2 separate regions of the Mus musculus genome follow, and region 2 is linked to region 1. Evidence: chromatin contacts called from public HiCAR-type data. All regions are on one chromosome and are shown on one strand. Each heading gives the region's core, a stretch centred on a gene start, on an enhancer-like site or on the middle of the called end of the contact. The rest is flanking DNA. Distances are from core to core; before and after follow the strand shown.

Region 1 (6,991 bases), core at 1,959-4,458:
TAAAGTTTAAAAAACTTATTTAGGCTAGATTTTAAAGCGAGTATTTTCAGCCTTTTGTGCACATGTGTATACATTGTGTGCATGTATATATTTGCATGTGGAGACCAGCAGTCAACATCAGATGGCCTCCTCTATCACTTTCCACTTTATATTCTCTTTTAAGATTTATTTAAGTGTATGATACCCTGTAGCTTTCTTCTACACCAGAAGAGGGCATCAGATCCTATTACAGATGGTTGTGAGCCACCATGTGGTTGTTAGGAATTGAACTCAGGACCTCTAGAAGAGCAGTCAGTGCTCTTAACCACTGAGTCAGAGCTCCAGCCCCATTTTATATTCTTAAGGTGTCACTGATCTGCTCATCCACTCAGCTTGACTGGCAAGGCGAGGGCTCCTCCTGCCAACCCTCAGAGGACAGGTGCACACTGCTGTGCCTAGCTTTTTCCGGTAAGTGCTGGGGATCCAAGCTAGGCTCTTCATGCTTGTGTAGTTAACACTTTACCTTCAACAGCTGAGCCAAACCCACAGCCCCATTGTGCTTGTTTCTCTTTTAAAGAAACTGCCACACAATATGCCAAGGTAGTGAAACCACCAGTGACTCAGGAGTTCCTGTTACCCCAGGCCATCACAGGGTTTTGCACTGTCAGTCTTCCGGGTTTTGGCTTCAAGGGGCAGTTTCCTAATGACCTGGGATGTCAGCACAGCTATCCTTTGAAAATGTAAACTGATCCTATTATTTCTAGCTCAAGGCCCTATCATGGCTTCCACCATCTGTCCAACAATGTTCAAACTCCTTAGAAAGACTTCCCAGCATGCATATTTCATCTCCCAGCCATGCTCACTTACCCGCACTCCCCCAGCAATGCCTGCGCTCCTTGTACCTCTACTCATAGCTTACTCATAGTCTTAGAGCTCCCGCTTTGTCCTACTCAGGCCAACTCCTCCCAGGCTTCCTGAGAAGCTACCAATCGGCTTTCAAAGCTCAGCTCCGCGGAGAGGGGCACACTTCAAAGAGAATGCCTGCTTATAATGCAAAGCCTGCCTAGTAACCAGACACCTCTCCCCAGAGCCGCGGCTCCAATACCAAGGATCCCACAACATCTTTCATGCTTACTATCTTTTCCACCCATGATACCCATCAAAACTGGACTGTTTCTGTGTCTGTCACCCGTGCTGGTAAACTACAAGCGTTGTAAGGGAGGGACAATGTCTCTATCACTCACTTCAGCCGTCTGCACACATTAGCGTGCATTAAAGGTTGTTCAATGAAATTCAATTCAAAACAACTCCCTTTCTCCACTAATCCTTAGATTAGAGAAAATTAACAGTCAACTATATAGTCATAGAAATGGCACAGTGATTATACTGTGGAGGGATACTGGTTTCCTCTGGAGTCACATTCTGATTCACTACGCCAGAATTCTTATAAATCATGATGAACACGTATACACAGATACTTCTACTGTAGAGGGGAGTTTTCATAGTTCTAATATAAAACATTCTTAGGAAGCTTGAATTATGCAGATAGCTAACGCTCCTTTAAAAAAAAAAAAACGGCATCACAGGAAGAAACATTGTTGCTAAGAGCACAGTTGTTCTGAGTGGAGTTGCACAACATATGAACTAATGAGAAACAAACAACAGCAGCAACACAAGGACTGTGCTCCCAGTACTGTGGGTCAGAGCTGCAAGAGTACACTACGCAACAGTGGTACTGTTTGTATTTCACTACTCACTCTTACATCACTCATGGTAAATGTGAAGCCAGGTGATAGGGTATTTCCTAGCACATATTAGGCCCTGGGCTCAATCTGCAATTTCACAAAAACAAAACAAAACAACAGCATTATAAGAAGAAAAAGAAAAAAAAAACAGCATTATAGTGAAATACGCATAGGCAACATGTAATCCTTCAATGCACAGATCTGAAATGAGACTAACGTGCCTATAAGTAGAAGAAAATCAGCACAGCAGTAGGTGCATCATCAGTGGTACAAGAACTCCCAAATGAAGTTTGGTCCCAGTTAGTGGCATAATTTCCAATACACAAAAAGAACCGAGGGTGGTGACCATATCTGAAAGCAATTGTGTTGCATACTTTTTTGTTTGGTTGGTTGGTTGGGTTTTTGTTTTTGTTTTTTTCGAGACAGGGTTTCTCTGTATAGCCCTGGCTGTCCAGCCCTGGCTGTCCTGGAACTCACTTTGTAGACCAGGCTGGCCTCGAACTCAGAAATCCGCCTGCCTCTGCCTCCCGAGTGCTGGGATTAAAGGTGTGCGCCACCACGCCCGGCTGTGTCATACTTCTCAGCAAAGGAAATTAATGTAACAAGACAAAAGGTTGTGCTGGCCGGCTAAACCACAGCAGAATATTACATGGCCTAGTGGAAGCTCAAGTGGGCCAATGACCTAGCGTACTAAAACTGGGTCCATTGAGGCCTGCAAGCATCCTCAAAGTGGCCCGTGGTATGCATGAATGAGCACTGGAAAACCAATTGACAATAAAAACGTATAGTGATGTTTAATAATATAAGTAAATAAAACGATGATTAAATTGCTAATTTATCTTGAAAACTGTTAGAGAAAAATCAAAGTGAATTTCCAACATTTCTTTCATCTTTTGAAATGTCTAAAACCAACCAACAAAAGCGGCAATAACTGCACTCAAGGGGTAATTTCAGTACCTTGGCCTTTGCTTCCTTCTCGTCCACAGGAACTTAGTCACACGACGAGTTAGTTTTTAATTTTTCCCCCCAACATAAATATACCCACAATATGTTGCAGCCTTTTAAAAAGGTGACTCTTGTCCTTTTACAGATGTGTGAAAATCGAGCTACAGATTAGAACCACACTCTGGCCTAGGAGCGATGCACAAGTGCGGGGGTGCTGCCCTGGGGCCACAACCAGCAGGGACCACACTCAGACCCAAAGTCGGGTCAGCAGCACCCCGAGCCACGGGTACGACCAATTTGTCCGTGAGTCCGTAGGCAGAGAAGCACGGGTGTGACCAGGCTGCAGCTGAGGCGGGCGCACCGGGGCAGCGAAGACGCAGCAGGCCCTTCCACCACCCGCCCTCCCTCCGGGCCGCGCCGCGCCCCGCCCCGCCGCGCCCCTCACCCGCTCGCCCTCCGGTGGTCGCGTCCGCCCGCTCGCTCGCTCGCCTGCCCGCAGGCGGATAGGAGTTCGCGCGCCCGAGACGCCGGCCTACGCTGGCCCGCGAAGCTCCGGTCCCGCCCTTTGTGACACCGCTCACCAATCGCCGATCAGCGCTGCCGACGCCCTCCAATCAGCTCGCGAGGGGCGGGGCCTAGTCTTCCGCGGCTGGCGGTTGCTCGGACGCCGGGGTCGCACGGGCTTTCAGGAAGGGTTGTCGGTTAGAACTGGCCCGTATGTTGACTCTTTATAACTGGTTGCAGGACCCGTCTAGGGCAGGGTAGGAGACTGGAGACGGGGCACAGCGTCTGGGAAGAGCCGGCACCAGAGTGGCTGGGGCACTTCTAAGGTTCTTTGGGGATAGGAGGGTCTTTGGCATTTGTTATTTACTCATGGCCTAGGACACTTAAAAGGATGTCCATGCTAGTCACCCTTTTCTTGTACTCCACGTTCTCCTAACATTTCTGACTCAGTTGTGTCATCTGTAAAATGGGAACATTTCTATATGCCTTTTGCATTTGAGCAACTATTTGAAGATTATAGGTCAAACAGTCTCAACCTGAGCTCAGATCCCGTCCTACTTTTGCTGTGCACCGAGCTGAAGTGGGATATAAACTGACTGGCTTTCTGACTACACATGCCTTCCAACTAGGTTGGGCCCCTGCTGCTTCGGTTCCTTCATAGGAGGTTCAACTCAAGTGTTTTACCAGGAGGACTGCAGAGGACCATGAAAGCGCTCCCTCATAGTCAACTTGCAAAAGAACCCTGGCCCTGATCAGTCTTCTCCCACCCTCTCATTATCCTCCGAGACCTGAGCCACTAGTCTCCACAGTTTCAACTCCTCGGGACTGAGGTAGATGGTATGGTGAGGCCTTTTGTCAGCCTCTTGCTCTTAAACTCAGCCCATGACTGGGCTGATAACTTCCAACTCTATTGAGGCCAGAGCCATGATGGTAACATGAACAGAGCCTAGGAGGACAGTGCCTGCGCAGGACATCGTGATCACTCACAGCACTCACGTGCTCTAGCATCCAGTGGATGCGCTTAAATTTTATTTTTTTAGCTTAACATTTCATAACCTCATCAAACCATACATCACCAGTCATAACCTACCATTTTAAAGGGCAGACAAAAAGGTCTATTCTCAACAACAATCTTGCAATTTTAGTACTGAAACCATTTACAAAGGAGGAAACAAAAGCTATGAGAGGCAAATTTTTGCCTACAGATAAAAAATCCCATTTCCTGTCACTTCTGAATTCTGACTGGGGTAGCCAGATAATGTAGCCATGATGGAGGCTGTGTTCCAATAAAACTTTCTGCACATTATTAAGACAACAGAGGACCACAGTTCCCCTTACAAGATTGCAGACCCACTTTTTGGGAATTCAGTAGAAAGCTCTTCTCATGGGCTTAGAACCCATAAATGCATAACCTTTCACGTGCTAGACCATCACAGCACCCAGACCCACCGACAGAGCAAACCCTTCAGGTCTGGTGCCTGACCACTGCTCGATCTGCACTCCCTGCCCACACATGAAGCCACAAAGCAGTGTCTCCTGTTAGCATGAGCTTCCATGCACTCTTATTAAGTAAGAACAAACCTCTGTGAAGCGTTTATTTTTTATTTGTAATTTTAAGCATAATTAAAATCAATGCAGAAAAATATCAGCTACATTGGGTAAAGGAAGTGAGTGAGTATCTGCTTGTAAGCCCGTGAAGACAGCGTTAGGAGAGCACGTCACTACGTGAAAAACAGAATGGGAGGGTGAACTGTGAAGGCCCCGCATGCTGCGCATGCTCTACTGGCTTCCGAAGGCATTCAGGGGGTCATCAAAAATGCTGGCCACTTTGTGCTCAGATCTTTGTTCAGATGCTGCCTCTGCAGATTGGCTTTTGGGTTTGGATGCTTTAGCCTGGAGGCCAGAGGAGAAAATGTCATCTTTAAAAAGAAAAAAAGAAAGATGTTAAGACAGGCAAACAAGAAAATGGGAACTTGAGACACATGCACACAAACTGTAAAGCCCAATTCTAATAACACACTAAGACCACCAACATCGAAGTCAAACCTCTTAGATTCTGGGCCTGGCTCAGTTGGTGGCACCCAACTTTTGTAAGGACATATGAACGAACATCGGGTTCTTTCTGAACATAAGTTTCTAGCTACAGAAGTGTGTCTGCACTTGAAGTCAGAAACAGGAGGGTGGAGCGGTTCTCCACCTCAGCGAGGGCCTCACCACCTGGAACTGCTCTTTCTCTCTTTCTGCCTTCTTTTCACTCTGGATTTTAAGAAGAGTAAGAATGTACAAACAGAAATCCAATATAGGATGCGCTCAGAGCGCACATCTCAGTGGTAAGAATGGAGTCTGGTTCCACTCATATTAGTGCTTCAGACTCAGCTTAGCTATGCTCTGCTGCTTACCACGTAATTTTATCAGCAGGGTTCTACTGCATCAAATTCATCCTGTGTACGTAAAGACATAATGAAAGACCATGGCATTATCTATATCAAACTAGAGATCTAGATTGTCAATGTGCTAATGGCTAACACAAAGCAGTATTACTCAAAACACTGAAATCAAACACATTTAAACTGACTGGAAGTAGAAAAGGTGCACTTGCTTACTACTATTCCTATGTAAATCACAGTCTTAGAGGATGCACAGCAAACTTAACACTGGCTAGCTTTAAAGCTTTAATCCCTCCACTTAACAAAATGTTCTAAATCGTATGACTGCCACATAAGCATGTATTACAATTTAATAATGAAAGAAAGTCATGCCTGTAACCCCAGCTAAGATCAGGAGTGCACAGCACAGGCAGCCAGGGCCACAGCAAGATCATGTGTCAGAAAATGAACAAAGGAAATAAGCAGCCCAAGTCTCTTGTAACTCTGTGCTGTAAAGACAGACATGTGAGGACGGAGCCCAAAGTCTGCCAGGGAGACAGAGTCAGCGTGGCTCTGCAACTCAAAGCCCAGGCCTGGAGGGACAAAGAGAGGACGTGTGTATTTTGGGCTTCAGTCTGGGTTGACCAACACAGGATGTATCAGGAGGCAAACTTTATAGCTATCAGCATCTGGCTTGCTTGTTAGCTGAGGAGTGGGTACAGCGTGTTCAGATCAGCATCTGGCTTGCTTGTTAGCTGAGGAGTGGGTACAGCGTGTTCAGAAACACAGAGGAACCCAGGGAGCTGCCGAGTCTCACTTGTGACTTCGCGGCACAGCCCTGCTCTCTGTTACTGACCCTCCAGTCTCTTGGCTGCTGTCCCTCATTGTCCAGCTAGAATCCTGACTCAACCAGCTTCATGGCCTGCTGATAGCACATGGAAGAAGTTTCTGATAGACTCTCCTTTGAAAGTCATTGGTGTTGTCAGATGACAGCAGAAGTTAATTTCTTCTTCAGGTCAAGTGCTGAGCACCGTCTTAAACCTTGATACTCACTCAGCATAGCCTATGGCTGCCGCATGAAAATGACTAGTCCACCTACATATCATGTGCTTAGACTAACAGCAAGGAGAACCTACTGGGGAACAAAGTGCAGGAAAGGACCAACATGACTGACAGCAAACAGCCCCCAAGCAGTGGCGTGATCTAGATAAACACTCACCTGTGTCATCATCAAACATGGACTTGGCTGCAACTTTCTTTTTGGACTTTTCTTTGGGTTTTACAGTTAAGTCAGCGAAGATATCAATATTATCATCAAATAAGTTGGGCTCCAAAGTCCTCCCCTTCTCTCTCTTTTTTGGAAAAGGTTTAATTGCTTCCGTAGCAAATATATCATCCTAGTTAAGTCCAAAAACAGTTTATTCTTTGTTGTAAATAAACGCATTTTTAAAA
Region 2 (6,316 bases), core at 2,949-5,448, 2.3 Mb before region 1:
ATTAGATTCAGTGTATCTGGCTTTATGTTGAGGTCCTTGATCCACCTGGACTTGAGCTTTGTGTAAGTTGGTAAATATGGATCTATTTTCATTCTTCAACATACAGACTGTCAGTAAGACCAGCAGCAATTATTGAAGATGCTTTCTTTTTTCCACTGTATGTTTTTGGCTTATTTGCTAAAGATCAAGTGTTCATAGGTGTGTGGGTTTACTTCTGGATCTTCGATTCTATTCCATTGATCGACCTGTCTGTCTCTGTACTTTCATTTTTACAGGAGCGCATTAGTTAAGAGGCTTTGGAGTTTTATAGAGATCTTGGACATTTAAGTGTTGACATTTTTAAAAACCATGGCACTTTTAAAAATTGGAGTGAAAATGAAAGGGATTTGCTTCAAGTGATGTGTTTGTGACAAAGCTGACAAGGGATTGAATGTCATAGTTTTTGCCAATGAGACACCAACCTAGAAGTAGAGAAGCAGAGGAAATCTTAATTGAGGAATTATCTCCCATCAGACTGGACTGTGGGCATATCCATGTGGACATTTTCTTGCTTGTTAGTGGATGTGGGAGAGCCCAAGCCAAGGCAAGTGGTGCCATCCCTGGGCAGATGCCCCTAGGGTGTTTAAGAAAGCAGGCTAAGCTGGGTGGTGGTGGCGCACGCCTTTAATCCCAGCACTTGGGAGGCAGAGGCAGACGGATTTCTGAGTTCGAGGCTAGCCTGGTCTACAAAGTGAGCTCCAAGACAGCCAGGGCTATACAGAGAAACCCTGTCTCGAAAAAAAAAGAAAAAAGAAAGAAAGAAAGAGAGAAAGAGAGAAAGCAAGCAAGCAAGCAAGCAGGCTGAGCAAGCCATGAGGACCAAGCAGAAAGCAGCGCCCCTCCATGACCTCTGTCTCAGGTCTTCCTGCTCAAGGTTACTACTTTGAGTTTCCACTATGGCTTCCTTAGATAATGGACACCAATCTGTAAGCAAAAATAAACCCTTTCCTTCCAAGTTACATTTGGTCATAGGGTTTCATCAGAGCAGCAGAAACACAAATATAACAAATGTAATGTCTAAAAATAGTTAACATTTTTAAATGTCAAAAAACGATATTTAAAATCAGGAAAGAAAAGCTTGACAACTATTCTAATCAATATACAAAATTAAGTAATATAAATAAATATTTTAATTTGTTTAAATAGTATTTAAGTTTATTAAGAAAGGACATTAAGTAAATAGTATATAGGTGAAGATTTTTTTAAAAACTACTATTCTTAATTATACAACTGCTTACTTAGAAAACTCAAGACTACTATAAAAATTATCACCAAAATTCTTAATTTACAACAGGATATAGATCCAAGATAAGACTGGCAAAATTGATAGCTTTATTCACATTAGGAAAATTTACCAGAAAGGGCAATCAAGGGCTGGGGAGATGGCTCGGTGTGTAATGGCTCTTGCTGCTAAGCCTCATGATCTGAGTCCATAAAGTAATTAAGTTTAATAAAAATGAAGAGCTCCATAAACAATGGTAAAACTACAGCCTGTAGAAGAAATCTAAGCATAAAAACACAAAGCGAGGTCTCAATGGAGAGAATACTGCTCGTGGATAATAAGACTTGATGGTGTGGAAAAAATGTGCTTTTGGGGACTGTGGATGTAGCTGAGCTGTGGAGTGCTTGCCTGGGGTGCTATGCAACTGGGTACCAACAGCATGGACTGTGCTTGGCACTGCCTGCCTATAATCCTAGCCCTGGGAGGGAGAGGGAGAAGATTCAAGGTCATTCTCAGTTACACAGCTGACCATGGTCTCTGGGGGAGGAGACCCTATGTAATAAGAAAGTGATGATTGTACTTTAATGCACATTTAATGAACAGTAAAGCCATCTATTATTTTAAATCAGCTTTTGGGAATTTCATACAGAACTGTATTACATCATTTCTACCTCATCCCCCCTCCCTCCAATTACTCCCATGTCCTCCTCACTCCCTTTCAAATTCATCTTGTCTACTTTGTTTTACACACACACACACACACACACACACACACACACACACACACACGCATAATGCTGAGCTTCAAAAGGCAGTTCTTGTCTCAACTGCCTTGATGAGGTTTTATGGGTGTACTCTCCTCTCATATCCAGAAGACACTAATGAGTCCTCTTGTTCTAACAATCATTCTACCCTCTAGCCTTCCATGGAGTCTCTGGGGCTTGGGTATATAGGGGATTTGTTGTAATGTATCAGCTGGGGTTGGGGACCCTATGGTCCACTACTGCCAGTTTCCTAAGGCACTATTATGTCTAACTTTAGTATAATTTTACATTTGAGGTTTCTATGTTATGTGTATGAATGTCCCATTTGCATGCCTGTCTATGTGCCACATATATGCAGAGCCAATGAAAGGTAGAAGAGGGCATCAGGTCCCCTGGAACTTGTACAACCGACCAATGCTAGTCTTCATCACATGGGTGCCGGACAGTCAGTGCTCTATCGGCTGAGCCATAGCTCCAATCCCCTGTACTTGTGTTCTAAATACTTGTCCTTGTACCCACAGATGAGTGTAAGTCTCACCCCTTGCCAAAGAAGCTTCTTTTTGCAACAGGTGGAGGTTACTAAAGCAATCTACAGCTGGTCAAAATGCAGAGAATAACTAGCTAATAGTTAAATGGACCCAGAGCAAAGCCCAGAGCAGTGTGATAGAGAGACAGAAAGCAGGGGCAGTGGTCTACACCCAAAACACCAGCTTTCCAAAGCGGAGGCAGGAGAATCATTAAGGTTCAAGGGTAGCATAGGCTAGAGTGAGATTCTGTTTTACACACACACACACAGAGGCACACATGCACACACATGCGCGCACACACACACAAAGATAAAATTAGCAATAGAATTTATTTCAATTTTTATTACAAAAGATATAGTCAAATCAAAAACCTGTGGAATCATTCCATTGAGTACAGCATGTATTACAGATCCACACTGCAGAAGTGGGATTCCTGTGGGTTGGGGAGCAGGGGGAGGGGGTAGGATAGGAAAGCTGATAACATTCGAAATGTAAAGAAAATATCTAATAAAAAATTAAAAATTAAAAAAAAAAAGAAGCTGTACCATAGGAACTGACTGATCTGAACTACTGCCGTAGCAAGTTTTGAACGTTGCAAGTCCAGAAGCAAATCACATTGAGCCATCGTGTTCTCCTGTGCGTGGGACCTAGCTTCTTTATGTCCAGGAGGTAAAGCCTTTGGAATGTCCACTGGGACTCCTAGCTTCCATCAGCCAAAGGGGGTAAGAAATTCATCAACTGCCATCTGAGGGGTGTTAACACAAAACCCACTTACCTGACGTACCCACCGACGTATCTGAAAAGTGGGTTGATTTGTTGTCGTTTCTATTAAAATTGGAACATGAAACAGGATTTGAGGTAGCCTGAATTTGAGGTAGTTCCTGCGGCCACTGGAGGTCCTATTAGGCACGAACGGTATTTTATTCCCTTTGAGGTGAGTTGTGGCTTTAGATTGACAAAATTTATTAACAATTTAAAACGTCAAGGTGAACACTTACACTGGAAAACTGCTTACTAAGTATTACTTTTTCCAGGTCCAAAACCAAAAATTTACACACATCATATCGTTTCATTCAGATCCCAAATGCAGACAACCTTTTCTTCTTACCTCCCATCAGCTTGTCTAACTCATATACTGACTCTTTAGGCTGTGAAACACGATCATTTATTGCACTAATTCCCAAACTACTTAGCTTAACAAAATCTCTTCCCTTACTCTTCCACGCCACGATTCCATCCATGCTGTTTGTAGTTTACTTTTTGATTATCGCCTACCTAGAGTCCAATAGGTTTGCTCCCCAACAGGTTTAACTGCCACTGAAACACAAGGCCAAAGCTAAGCAGGGAGGCCGGACTCCAGAAGGTTCTGCGCCCATCTGCCAGGCGCCCTCAATGCCCGCAGTCCTGGAGTACTGGGTCTGGGTTCCACGCTGCTGAGCGACCCCCATTCCTGTTGAAGCCTTGCAGCGATCACGCCCAAACCGAGGCTAACCCGGGCCTCTGGAAACAACACACTGCCCACCTCCGCCTTAAACCCCGGGTTAGAGAACCCGCTAGGTTGCAGCGCCCTGACCTCCTGAACAGCAAAGAAGGCGGAGCCTGGCCGTGCGCACGCGTGCTGGGCACTGGTCGCTGCTGGGCCTGTGTGAGCATGCGCGGCAGCAAGAAGGCGCGGGTTGCTAGTTTGCAGCTCGGCTTGGCGATTATTGTGCTTTAAAAACCTGCCGGGCCATGCAGCGTCTTTCCCGGTGGGATCCCGTGCGTCTAGGCCGGCTTTTCAATAAGTGCCCTAGCTGCGTTGTGTTGTCAGCCAACGTTGCGCGGGGAAGAAGGTGCCTGTGAGGGGCGTACCCTCTGCCATGAAGAAGATTTTTGGCTTCAGGAGTAAGGGCCCATCGCCCTTAGGCCCCTCTGCCCGCCCGCGCAGCAACTGCGTGGGCTTTGGACGCGAGAGTGCTAGTGGCTCCCACGTGCCCAGGTACCATATTCACGACAAGGATATGGGCAAGATCCACAAGGCTGCAAGCGTGGGAGATGTAGCCAAAGTGCAGCATATCCTTATCCTTGGAAAAAGTGGCGTGAACGATAGAGACAAGAAGGACAGGTAATAAATGGCCCGCCAGTTAGCGGGGCGGGACGAAGCTGGTGGGGGAGCGTGCACCTACCTTGTCTGGCTTTGGGGCTGGAAGACAGAGAGTCTATCTTTCATTAAGGAAGCTTGACTCTTCCCACCTGGCTTTGAATGCCTAAGTCTTAGTGGGGTCTAAGCCCTGACCTGTATGAACAGCAAGGACAGCAACAAAAAACACTTCAGCTGGTTTCTGATCCACTGACAGTTCCCTTCACTGGCAATGTAAAGCGAGTTAACTAACATTTTAACTTTCTGCATACATATAAGAAAGTTTTATGTTGTAGAAATACATAATAGGAGAAATGTTTCTGTTCAAGGTTAAAAATTCTTCCACTAACATACAGGATCCATCTTATCACTGCCGTACACCTGTGTGAATGGTTTTGGTTGGTTGGTTTGTTTTTACTGCATTTTGAAGTGGGAAAATAGTTCCATATTCTCGAGTCAAAGATTGGTAATTCCCAGAACTCGAACTCTGAATATCCTGATCAATTTAACGTAAGCCAAACCCGACCGTCAGCGTTTTAACAATTTTGAGTTTCTTATGTTGCTTTTGATTTTGTGATGAGACGAGAAAAAAAAAACTTTCTAAAGGATAAAACTACTAGTTTTCACAAGTCAGTCGTTTACTAGCAGCCAAAGAGACACAGCAGTGAGCAGGGTGGAATAGAAAACCCAGAACATATCCAATCAAGTATATGTAAGAATTTAGATATTGCTGGGCAGTGGTGGCTCATGCCTTTAATCCCAGCACTTGGGAGGCAGAGGCAGGTGGATTTCTGAGTTCGGGGCCAGCCTGGTCTACAGAGTGAGCTCCGTGACAACCAAGGCTACACAGAGAAATCCTGTCTCAAAAAACAAAACAAAACGAAAAAACCAACCAACCAAACAAACAAACAAAAAAACCAAAAAAGAATTTAGAAGTTGATTCTGGTGACACCCCAGTTAGTAGGGAACAAACACTTAGGAATGAAATGGTTGTTGACTTGTTTGGAGAAAACTAGCAACATTTCTATGTCACTAAAATAAATCCCTGATAGAATATAAGTTAAACACTAAAAGAAAACACAGTGAGAAAAGTACCAAAACAAAACAAAGAGATGAGGAACGACTGCAGAACCACTGTGTGTGTGAGTGTGTGTGAGTGTGTGTGTACACACCCGTGTATGTATCCGTGTATTGGTGATTGAATGCAGGTTTGTAGTGTATCCTCAGGATACTTTCTAACATTGAGCTTTTTAAAATGAAGCATTCTCAAGACCCATTGAACAAAATCTGAGGATAAAGGGACTGTATACTTGCAAAGTGTTCACAGTATGTATGTATATATATAATATATATACACACATATGTATATATATTAGTATATATGTGTGTTATAGATAGATAGATAGATAGATAGATAGATAGATAGATAGATAGATGAGAGCAGTGTTCCTGCTGAAGCTGGTGTTGCTTAGGGCTTCCCAGTAGATGCACTGATTTTTATGTTGCTTTGTATCGTGGGTGGGAGGGGAAGTACGTCTGCTTCCATCCTTTAGTTTGTGTGGCTTTAGTGAGATGTGTTTCACTCAGACAAACAGTAGTGTTATTCAGGGGATCTCCCCCACCCACCCCATTGGTTCAAATATGG

Evidence for each region. HiCAR-type assays count read pairs that join an accessible place to other places.
Region 2: a HiCAR-type map of astrocytes shows a contact between it and region 1, with 3 times the contacts expected there. The contact joins the promoter of Ankrd26 here to the promoter of Zfand4 in region 1. A contact is called at or near these places in 2 of 39 promoter capture datasets (hippocampal neurons and liver), 1 of 115 datasets of contacts at active chromatin or transcription factors (astrocytes) and 1 of 9 other capture datasets (liver).

The regions. Positions count from the first base shown.
Region 1 is chr6:116,260,436-116,267,426 of GRCm38.p6, reverse strand. Zfand4 (zinc finger, AN1-type domain 4) reads right to left here and starts at 3,208. Exons shown (of 10, transcript NM_001309446.1): 1 at 3,115-3,208. Washc2 (WASH complex subunit 2`) reads right to left here. Exons shown (of 31, transcript NM_026585.3): 30 at 6,759-6,936; 31 at 4,756-5,092. The coding sequence ends at 4,953.
Region 2 is chr6:118,560,153-118,566,468 of GRCm38.p6, reverse strand. Ankrd26 (ankyrin repeat domain 26) reads left to right here and starts at 4,198. Exons shown (of 34, transcript NM_001081112.2): 1 at 4,198-4,656. The coding sequence starts at 4,412.